Regions from separate parts of the Oryzias latipes genome. Here region 1 is linked to region 2. A link is a contact called in public Hi-C data. All regions are on one chromosome and are shown on one strand. Each heading gives the region's core, a stretch centred on a gene start, on an enhancer-like site or on the middle of the called end of the contact. The rest is flanking DNA. Distances are from core to core; before and after follow the strand shown. Region 1 holds the start of erbb4 (receptor tyrosine-protein kinase erbB-4). Region 2 holds the start of LOC101167500 (myosin light chain 1, skeletal muscle isoform).

Region 1 (5,812 bases), core at 2,393-4,892, 440 kb before region 2:
CATACAAATGTTTAACTTTAGCAGAGTGCATAAAAGTATGATCAAGATAGTGGGATTTGTGATTTATTTTTGTATCGACAGTCTATTTATTCCTTTTGATTTTGTGAAATCTGAGAGCAACCTACAACTTTAGATGCCAGCTAATTAATGAATCTCTAAAACTGTTCGTTTAATACTCCTTTTTCTTGCATTAAGAGAGTAAACATCTGTCAGTCCCAAATAATTCCCAATTCCACAAATGCATGCTTCAAATACACAATTATCTGTCCAGTGTAAAGAGGAGAAATAACAGTTTTTTAAAGTTATTTTGTTCACGCATTGATTAGAATTGTCCTTTCATCCGTTTTGCTCTTCAAACACCTTCAAGAAAAAGTAATTGTTTTAGCAACTTCAACTTTGTAGAAGCAGTCTACTTTGATTGTTTATTTTTTTTAAATAAGGAAATGGCTAATGAAAAGCCTGTGACAAATCAGTATCAGTTAAGGGCGGGTATTTCTGCCCTAAAATGCTTTCGTCTCTGCAACATGTGGTCGGGACAGTTTATCATTCTGAAGGTTTATCTAAGTGAGAGGGGAAAACTGCTGTGCTGCAGGGAGAGATTGTCTTTACTTGCTTGGCACCAACAGTGCAAAACAATGTGGTGCATGATAAAAAAATTGCTTCATAACTCTCACATTGTGTGTCTGGCATCATTATGAGGCACAATAGCCTCTGGAGAGCCTGGCTTTTATTGGCGTGCCTCTTGCAGCAGCAAACTCTCATCCATTAAACAAATCAGGAGGTTATGTATTAGATTAGCTGTACAGCAGGCGCTGGGGAGCAGCTTCAAGAACACACAAAACCCCATCCTATTCCCTCTCATAATCCCTGGAATAAATTACCTAATTGACAGCATTAGGTTGGTACTGTCAAAAGGTTGTTGCTTAAAGTGTAAATTATAATGAAAATATACCACGTTGCTAAATTGCATCTTTTTGGTATTAAAAATGATAAACGGCAGCCATTTAGGGCTCATTGAGAGTGAAGGCTTTCCTCATAACAAGCTGCCAGATCTCATTTTTCCATATTTCTTAATAAATTTGTGGTGTCAGTGATATTAAAAGCTCATTTCTGCTGAAGAAAATTTAATAAAGTCTTTGTGTGATAGGAAGCCAATGTCAAACAGAGTCAGGAAACTAGTTGGTGGCAGCTTGAATTGGCTAGCTCGTCCCCAACTGTGACGCTTGCTGGTTTTGTGACCTGCCGAGTGGGAACTGGACCGGCCCCCCACTGGTAAAGGGTCACCACTGCAGCACAGGTTCAGGAAAAGCCCCTCAAGATTCCGTGAGCGACTCAGCCACAGTCAAGAACAGAGCCTTTTAACTTATGTAAGTTAGAAACTGAAGGTGACCGCATCCTGTTTTGCAAACCCAGATAAGCACGTCTTGAAGTCGCAAAATCTGAATTTGACTGAGGGGGTGGACAATGAAATGTATTCTCAGAGCAAAAGAAGAACAAGATGTTCTACTGGAGAACAAACAAGACATCAGAGTGAAGAAAAAAAGCACTTTAAGAGACATTTAAAGTTGTTTAACTGTGTGTGGAAAACAAGCTTTTCTGTGTTGCAGAAATGTCTGGTCCCCTGGGTTTTTCCTCAGCAACAGTCTGTAGGGTTTTCATAAGACTATTATTTTTCAAAGAAAAGAAAAATGGACCATTGGGTGACAAACTTGGTCTTGGTCTTGATGTCCAGCACCCTGTTGGCTTTTAAAACTCCTCTGCCATACTTGTTGCTGGTTTAAAGTCAGTACACTCCACATACCGGTTTGTTTTAATGGTTCTCAGAACCAAATCGAAGTTTCGGGGAGAGCGTGCGTTTGCTGTGTTGGCTCCTAAACTATGTAATCAGTTGCCACAGGCAATTAGAGAGGTCATGCCCTTGGAGAGTTTAAATAAAGAATTGTTCCTCCATTTCAATGCTTTAGCATCAGCCTAGTCCTGTTATTATGCTGGTTTTAATGTCTGTTTTGATTTGATTTTGTGTTTTTTTTCTTTTGTGCTGTCCTTATTCTACCTATGTAATTTTATGTTTTTTTTCTTTTGTGCTGTCCTTATTCTACCTATGTATAGCACTTTGGGACTCCTTGGCTGGTGGTGGAAGGTGCTTTGTAAATAAATAAATGGAAATGGAAATGGAGATACCTGACTCAGGTGTGTTCTGCTGATAATAAAAAAAAGCTCTGAGTGCAAATGAAGATAAAAGTAATGTTTGTGTGTGACTCTTTACTTTAGCTGCACATTCGACTAGAAAGACACCTCGATCCTGGCTTTACATGCTATTTTTCATGTTGTGATGGCTTTCAAAAAAACGTTTTTGGCCAGTTTGGCATCTTCAGAAGACATGGCATTAAACAATGCCATGTAGTTGAAAATTGTCGGCCCTATGAAGCAACACTTTGTTATCCCTCAAAATACTTTATTAATGCAAAACCTGGGATGGTCACAGTATTTAAATTCCTTTAGAAAGACCAGATTTTGTTTTAATTAAGTATATGAGAAAAATAATGATGAAAACTATTGAAAGACAACATAGTAGATCTTTAAAATAAGGTACAATACTCGTATAGGATGTGGTCTGCTACTTCCACAAATAAGCAAATAGCTTATTTTGAATACAACTTCTTTTGTCATAAAAAAATGTAAAAAGGCTTGTTTCTACTAATAGAAATTTCAATGGAAAAGGACTCTTTAATTAAAAAATAAAATAAAAAAAACTTGAAAACTGCAACCACAAAAATTCATATATATGCTGTATTTTTATTTGTTTATTCAGGTGGAAAAATTTAAATTTACTCAAAATAAGTACGATTACTCATATAGAAACTTTGAATTATTTTTGCTTATTTCCTGCAACTTTTTTCTCCAAGACTTTTTGGTGTTTGTGTTCATGTGCATATAAAGAACTTAAGGGGAGGTCTTGTGTTTGAAGGAGGGAAAGGGGCAACACTCTATCCAGATGTGTGCACATATTGGATCTCCAGGAGGTCTTCAACCCTTCAACAAAGTTCAAAACCAGGAAGCAGCAGGTGAAAGTTATAACCTTTCAGCGCATTGTTTCCTGTTGCGAAAGTTTCTGTATTTCTCTTTATGTAACTACAAAGTCACAAACTCTTCAAGGTACTGCCAGTAACTCCACAAATAAAATGATCTCAACACTTTTTTCATTTTTTTAAAAAATCTGTATTGTTATCCGATAATTAGAATAACATGTTTAAAATGAACCAGGGATGAAAAAATATAATAAAATTTGAAGTTGGAATGTTTTTTTTTTTTACATGTTATCAGTTTAATTATTTTCCCTTTTTCCTTAATGTATTTATTTAGTCATTATTTTTAATGCATTTCCCAAAGATGAAATATATCTATATAATCTCACAAAGCCTCTGATCTTGAAAGAAAAAACAAATTAGCATTTGTATTAAAAAGGAACTCAATTGTTTAAATAATTAATAAAGAAAGAAAGTAAGAAAGACAAAATAAGGCTGTAAGAAAAGAAAGAAAGAATGAGCATGAAGTGTGTTCTAGTTTGAACCGCTTTACTTCCACCTCACTGCGCAGCTTCCCTGCCAGAAGTTCCCTCAACATGAATATCTTATGGAACGCACTGGAAGCCCCCTTCAGTGTTTCTCTGATCTGTTTTGCTGATCACAAATGCATATCCGACTTCGTCTCCCCTCTTCTCAGTGTGACAGGTGCAACAAAGCCCAAATCCAAATTCAGCTGATTTTGGTTCCCCGTGTAGACCAATGGAGGCGCGCGTCTGGCTGTCGCCGGCGGGGTTTCGGCTGATAGTCGGCCACCTGTGCCAATCATGACGCCTGTGGGAGGAGCTAAGCGCCTCAGAGGTGTGTCTGAAATAATTCGAGTCTGCAGCTGCATTTCGCGTCTAAGTCGGGGAGTATTGGCATGATTTCTGTGCTTCATGCCGTCTAGAAACGCTTCTTGTTTTTGGTTAAAAACCATGTCCGCTTTCATTTGAGTCACACATCAGGCTTGAATGAACAGAGAGGCGAGCTAAAGCACAGTCCGGGTAAACTGCAAACTTACTCAGAGGCTGCACCACAAGTCTGCAAAACTCGCGATCTGAGGAGACACCAGACCAGACGCAAACGAAATCATCATTTAGGAAGGAGGGATACGCTTTTGGACATGTGAACTTAAAGGAGATACCTGTCAAGCACAACCATGAAACCGACGACTGTCCTTTGCTGCTTCAGCTTTCTCCTGCTGCTTGGGTTCGGCTCTTCTCAATCAGGTGAGTGAAGGCTGAGTGCTTGCACCCCCCACCCTTCCTCCTCCTCTTCCTCCATGTGCATCGGTGGAACTGGTTAGTGCGCTCAGGGCGCAGCGGAGCTGTCAGCGGAGCTACTTGTTACGCTTAAAAAAACAAAGCTGCTACGGTTTGTTAGAATATTTCAGCTGACATTCCTATTGATTTGGAGGAACTGTGGGGTGGGGTGGGGTGGGGGGGGGGACTGAGGGTGCCACTGAAGCACAGGTGGAAGTTGTAGATAACTGAGTAAAATCAACCCAACAGAATCAGACAGGCTCTCTGCGTCTTCCTCTGGAACAGAGCGTCACTGTTGAATCTGTGAAAAGGAGAGCATCTGACATCGCATTCATGCACCCCCCCCCCACTTAAAAAAAGTAACTCTCCAAAAAAAGTAGCAGCCATTGACATATTATGTCATCACTATCGTGAAATACTAGGAGTGTGTCAACTAAAAGTTGCTTTTAAACTGCGTCGCCTTTTCTCCAGCAGAGCCATTTATCTGCGATGAGCAGCGACGTTATCCATGCTTCTGGCTTTTAATGAACGCAGTGAGCAGGACAGCGGGCTGCAGCTATGAAGCAGCTTTACGCGCTGCCCGTCAAAGACACTCGCTTCAGGGAACTTTCTCCTGCCGAGACCCACGCCGGTGCGCCCTGGGCGCATTGTGGTGTTAATGCGCGTAAACTCCATCACCTGCGCAAACGGCGATAACGCCGCCGAACATGCGTCCATGTGAGAATTGTTTAATCGGGACATGCAGCATAGCTGACACTGTGAAATTTCATTACTGCTCACCTCGCTGAGGATTCCCACAGTGATCATGTGGATCTGAGTGTGAGGACCAGCGCTCACGCACACAGCAGGACTTCTCTGGTTTGACAGTGGCAGGACTGTTTGCTCGGTGCAGTGGCGGTCTTTGCGCACAGGGCGGCATTGGTGCACTCAGTGATGCGCGCTTGAAGGTAGATGGCATAGACAGCATCAACGACCCCTTACTCTCATCATAAGCATGCATAATCACCTTTATGCAGGACTGAAAAGAAACTAGATCATGACTGCGTAAATATACGCTGCGCTTTAGGTGGGAGGCTTCCTAATCACAAGATATTGTGTAAAATCACGTGGCGTTCAGCTAATTAAGAAGTTGAATCTTAGTTCAAGGTTTATTTTAACTTTTTTTCACAAAAGATTTGTATTTTTGCTTCAAAAACGATCTCAGATATTTATTTAGGGCAAACTCACACCAACCTCGTAGGATCATAAAAGGGGGGAAATCCATGTATTTTAAAATTTAAAAGAAGAAATGTCGCTCCAACAGCCATATTTTGATTCTTCTAAATGTTGACAGAACAAACGCATTCTTTTCTTTTGGTCTTAATGTTAAGCAACGACTGTCATGACTTTCAAACTCTTGAAGGAGGTCTACTGTGTTTAAAGGGGGGGGAAAGTGTAGAAAGACACGTGAGGAGCGGTTTACACAATGACTAAAGATAAATGTCA
Region 2 (5,794 bases), core at 2,028-4,527:
TTCTAGGTTGTGCGTTTGAAATAAATTCCTTAGATCGGTGCAAATACGTAATAGAAATACCATCAACATTTCAGGGATGATTTTAAGAGGAGTGAAGGATGCAGACTACACACAGTCCCTTCTGCAAGGAAACTGTTATGGGAATCTGTGTGGCTAAAAATCCCTAGGGTGAGATTATGAAGGGCTGTGTGGAACAGGGTAAGTCCCTCAGCATTCGGTGTTTGCAGATGACCAAAAGTCATGAGGAACCCAACCTACGTAAAAAGTATCACATCACCATGATTCCTCTTCCAGACATGGATATAAATGGATCAGTATTGTTTTGCACTTGTAATCATTAGATGGTGTTTTAAAGGCTGCTATAACATCACTCAAAAAATAAAATCAAAAATGGAATCATCTTTACCTGAAGTAAAGAATTAGCACACAAAAAGCAAACGACCCGCAACATTCTGTGAGGTGTTGAGCCTAACTACTAGACTGGAGGAAAGGAAAAAAAATCTTGGAATTTTATTTTTGTTTCCAAAAATTCAGATTAGACACAGGGGTTGGTAGTTCCTCTCCCGCAATGGGTCCTTGCTGAGACCTTTTGCAAATTAACAATAAATTGCTGTCTTTTTTTACTGTATAAACAAGTTCATAGACAGAAGTAAATAATTTTTACCCCATTTGCAGGTTTTCTTTAAATAAAAAAACAAAACAAAAAAACTGCCTATAGGGAAAGTAAAACTGCCTTACCAGTTTTAAAATGTGTTTGTTTGGTTGTTTATAGTGAGGGATTAACATTATCATACACTTAAAACTCAAAAAGTAGATTTTTCATTATATAGGCCATTTAATAAATAAAGAACCCTGAAGATGCCAAAAACAAGGGAGATGACCAGGCTCAACCTATGCGACTGTCGGGACGAAAACCTGAAAGTAGAACATGACAAGAACAAAGGAAATAAATCTAAGAAACACTTTAAGATTTTAAGTACCTATTTTCCTATTATCTTATATATTTTTTCTTAAGTCAAAAAAATGATTTGGAAGTGAATTTTCAAACATTTCAAATATAATGAATTAAATGAGAAGAAAGCAAAAAAAAAAACAGGTTTGTAACCTCAGAAAACTGGAACAAGGCCCCCTTTAACCCTTGTGCTATCCTAGGCACTTTAACATTGGGAGTTGGGTCATCTAGACCCACTAGACAGTGCGTTGAACCTTTTTTTCTTCAATGATTTGTGATCTTCACTGGTGTCCATGGATAACATGAAATCTTTCTACCTTTATACACCTTTGTCATGGTAGGGCGAACACTTTAATGTAAGGGTGGGGTCATCTAAGATAACACAAGGGTTAAAGCAAAATAAGATATGAAAGTTTTAACAGACATTCTCATGCTGTTAAAATTAAAATCCAGAGGCTTCACAATTTTCCAGAAGGGACCTGATTATTAAAAAGTGAGATAAGCCTAAGATAAAGCAGATGGAAACAAGCATTTATCAGAGAAGTTTGTCAGAATGAACCAGCAGGATTCCTTAGGAGTGGGAGACACAAGCAGCAAATGAAATAGTTTCTCTCAATCGTTAAAATGTTCTTACCATAAATAACTACTGCTTTAGTAGAACAGCAGGAGAAAATTAATAAAATAACGACACATGACTCTTGAATCTAAATTTCCAAGTGCTTCACAGACAGCACTTGTGCTCACCACAGGGGGCTCGCTGCACAATGTGACCCTGAGAAATCCCTGGCGTGTCCTGCAGTAAACAGGTGGAAGCCTTTGTTCTCCACTAAAACGTTTTGCCATCTTGATGTAAAAACCCCTACCAACAACACTGATAAATGAAAGACTTTTATGTAACATTGTGTAACTATTTGTGACAGGAACTCTCATTTTGGAAAAAGTAAACATTGTCAGAAAAAAACACATCCATCAAGTTCTAAAGACTGTTCTGTAACTTTTGTTTTTCAACTTCTATTTGCTGGCCTGCCATCCTATTTTAACACAGCTCCTCTCCACATGCTGCTGAATCCATTAAGAGTCTGTAGTGGAACTCAGTTTGAACCGCAGCACAGGTGCAAGTTCTGGAGCAGAATTTCTGCTGGGGGAGGGAGTGAAGGGAAGTCAGAGACAGAAGATGAGGTGCGGTGCCAGGGGTGAGCTCAGATGACAGCTAAGGGACTGAGGCTTTCTGTGGCGTACCCTCACGGAGATAGGGTCAGAGAAAGCATACTGTTGGGGGGGATGGGGGGGGGGGACCGGGGTGAGAAGGGGTGAAAGAATTTCTGCAGGTCCTTCGTCACTGAGCTCTGTCATCTTGGTTAGGAATGGCGAGGAGGTGGGGCTGCACCGCTGGGTCTGAAAGACGGATATAGACGAGAATTAAGGAGACAGAATTTGCTCTCTTAGCCTTGGCTGAGTTACTGGCATCAGCAGCTGAAAGCTGCTCTGGAGCTCTGTCTCCTTGTGCTTTTGCGTCACATCCGCCCTGAGGGTGGTGGTGGAGGGGCTGCCCACAGAACCACAAACTGCACACAGGTGCTGCACCACATGCAATAAACATAGAATAAGATTCAAAAGACACCTGTTTGCTCTGCCAACAAAGTCTGGTGTGCATTTTAGCAAACATTAATTAAACATTTGCTTTTCTGTGACCAATATTAACTGAATTTTTCTCTGCTGCTTTTTTCAAAATGTTGTCAAGGCCATAAAGGTGCATTTGTCAACAAACATTTCACAACATTTATTGACTTGTTCAACATTTTCTCATTAAATTCAATCTGAGACATAATACCAACCTTTTTATCATGCCTTAGCTGTGATTTAATCCTTTAGTGGGAGTTTATAAAAGACGGATTAAATGCGTCTGTCTTTCTGTCCTGACTGCTGGTTCAGGACTGACAGTTAGTGAATTTATGACATTTATCAGCGAGATTAAATAATATAACATGTAAAAATTTTGAAGCAAAGTTGACATCCTTATGGCACATTCGCCGGATGGATTGAGTTTGTGCGTCAGGAGAACACAGCGGTGCGTCCGGGGCGCATTCTGGATGAGACGCAGCTGACCTTCCTTGCCATGATCGGTGTTTTCACTTTTGATTAGAGCTATGTGGCGTAAATTAACGCTCTCTGACCTGCAACCTTATATTCCATGTTTAGACAGGAGCCCTCCACACATCCACGCACACACACCCTCCCACCCCTTATCCAATCCTCACTCGGGGGCAGCCTTGATGGGGGGTAAGAGGAAAAATAGCCTCATATATATACGCCCAGAGGGTGCCTTCTTGCTCTGAGTCCCCTCCAATCTGTGCACCACTCCTTGAGTGTCACCCGAACTGGGAATTGTCTTTGCTACTGGGCCAAACTAGTTCTTCTATCAAGTGAAAAATGGCACCCAAGAAGGATCCTAAGGCTCCCGCCAAGAAGGCTGAGCCCGCACCTGCACCGGCACCAGCACCCGAACCGGCCCCCGCACCCGCTGCGGCGCCCGCCATCGACCTGTCCGCCGTCAAGGTACAAAGACCTGTGATCTTTTGTTTGGAGGGGGGCATATGGCACGCAGGAAGAGACAGGATGCTTCCACTAAGAGTTGCATGACTGCACTTACTAGAAGGCATCTGTGTCTGCGCCGGTTTCCAGTTAGCTTTTAGGGGAAACATTGGAATGAGGACTTTCCCTGGGCTTCCACCTTCATGAGAGCATCTCTGAGCAGATATTGCATTGTGGGAGTAGCTTCAGGTTCCTGCAAAGAAGCAGCAGAACCATGGACAGCTCACCATGACCTAACTACACCCAGCTCTTCTCAGGATTGGACAGTCAGGGGCGACTGCTGTGCTCCCTCAATGCACACATACCAAATGTGGACACGTTAATGCAGATAGAGATGCCCCCGCCCTCCCCCTCTAAAACCTGATGCCCCCATATGCAAATTAAACATGTCATTGCAGTTTATTAGCTTTAGTAAAATTGAGTTTGGCTTGTTTGGTTTTTTCAAAGGGAAATGTTTGCTTTGTTTAATGACACATCAAAATCAAACCTGCTGCTCTGTACATTTTTTTCTGACACAGCTGCTTTGTATTGGCTTCTAGGTAGAATTCAGCCCAGACCAGATTGAAGGTATGTACTTTGCCTCCCACCTTTGCAATCACACGACACTTCGACCACACAGAAGCCTCAGCGTCCTTCCTTATCTCCTGCTGTGTGGTCTCACAAAGCTGTCTCTGCGTTAATCATCGTTCTAAACTGGGTCTAAACTGGAGGGGGCTGTGTAATTGAACAATAGTTTAGTGAATTCCCCAACAGGTGCTGAAGTGCTTAGGACAGGCGCTCCATCGCGTCATGTTTTGACGTGCCAGGAAAATATCAAATGTCTTGGAAGATCTGAGAGTGGCCAAATGAGGGGCATTTTTCAGAATTGATGGAAAAAAATGAAAGATGTAATCACCTTTAAATACGAGGGATAGTGGTGTCATTCTTGAAACAGTTGGAAAGAAAAAACATTGCTAAATAGACTTAATCAGTAAAATTAGCTCAGAGGTTCTGGCTTTACCAATTAGTAACAGTCACCATGTGAAGGAAAAGTGAAATCCTTTTTCACTAGACTCAATGGGATGACAGTGTTCGACAATAACCAACACCTGTGTGCCGCTGATTGCTCTGCAGGAGCAAGCTTGTCGCCGAGCAGGCGGCTCGTTACACTGCAGTCAGCATTCCCTACTTTAACTCAGTGCAGCCCACAGGGAGCCTTGCCTTTAAAAGGAGGGGGTTCATATTCTCTGCTATGTTTATCAATTCCAAGGTGGTCTTTTAAAAGAGCCCCATTGCCCCGTGGTGAGAGAAGGAGACAGCTGAGATAGAAATAGTACAAGGGCTGATGGAGCTCAACAGGAGTCCGTCCATTCAGCCAATAATACCCCTACCTTCTGAGATGTCTTGTGTTCCCCTGACAGTTTGCAGAGTAACTGCCTCCACCTGCTGGCAGGCGCAGTGAAAGACAAGACATTGCATCCAGTTGTGAAGAGTGACAAACTTAAAAGACAAACACTGTTATGTTTTATCATTTCTGAATATAAAACAGATTCATCGATGATTAAAGCCCAATATGAATGCAAGATTATAGCAGGAGTAGGAAAAAAAATAGTGAAAAAGTATCATTTTTGAATAAAAAAAAAGAAAAACTATCAATTTCCTGCTACATGAGAGAAAATAACATAACACATTTAATAAAGGCTTAAAATGGTCCATCTGCTTCACTGTTGAGTCATACAGCACCAACTCAGTCACACATAATCATCAAAGTCTGTGAAAAAGTAAATCGTCATGGTCATTCCTATTCTTTGTCTATTCAGACTACAGGGAGGCCTTTGGTCTCTTTGACAGAGTGGGTGACAACAAGGTGGCATACAACCAGATCGCTGATATCATGCGCGCTCTGGGTCAGAACCCCACCAACAAGGAGGTGAACAAACTGCTGGGGAACCCCTCCACTGAAGGTTGGTGCTGCATTCAAAAAACCCTGCAAAAGAGTTTCTTTGCAGAGTTTCTTTCTTTTGATATTTTAAAACAATGTCAATATAGTTAAAATATGGGTGGAAAAAGATCCTGAAAGTGAGAAATTCCAAGATTCTAAAGCTAGAGGGTCTAAATAATTCTTCAGTCAGAAAAATGATGAAGTTTGGGCATTGCAATTAGTTAAAACGTGTATAAATCTGTCATAAAATCATTGCTAGTTTTAGCAGAAAAGGTTTAAGGCCAAACTGCAGATGATTTAGGCCAACGTGAGATTAACATGGTATCACA

The links. Hi-C and Micro-C count contacts between places; a contact is called where the count stands out from the background.
Region 1: a Hi-C map of fibroblasts shows a contact between it and region 2, with 6 times the contacts expected there. The contact joins the promoter of erbb4 here to the promoter of LOC101167500 in region 2. A contact is called at or near these places in 3 of 5 Hi-C or Micro-C datasets (embryo and fibroblasts).

The regions. Positions count from the first base shown.
Region 1 is chr21:18,937,392-18,943,203 of ASM223467v1, reverse strand. It overlaps erbb4 (receptor tyrosine-protein kinase erbB-4), which reads left to right and starts at 3,642. Exons shown (of 28, transcript XM_011489669.3): 1 at 3,642-4,294. The coding sequence starts at 4,225.
Region 2 is chr21:18,499,578-18,505,371 of ASM223467v1, reverse strand. LOC101167500 (myosin light chain 1, skeletal muscle isoform) reads left to right here and starts at 3,277. Exons shown (of 6, transcript XM_004081699.4): 1 at 3,277-3,508; 2 at 4,084-4,111; 3 at 5,344-5,487. The coding sequence starts at 3,383.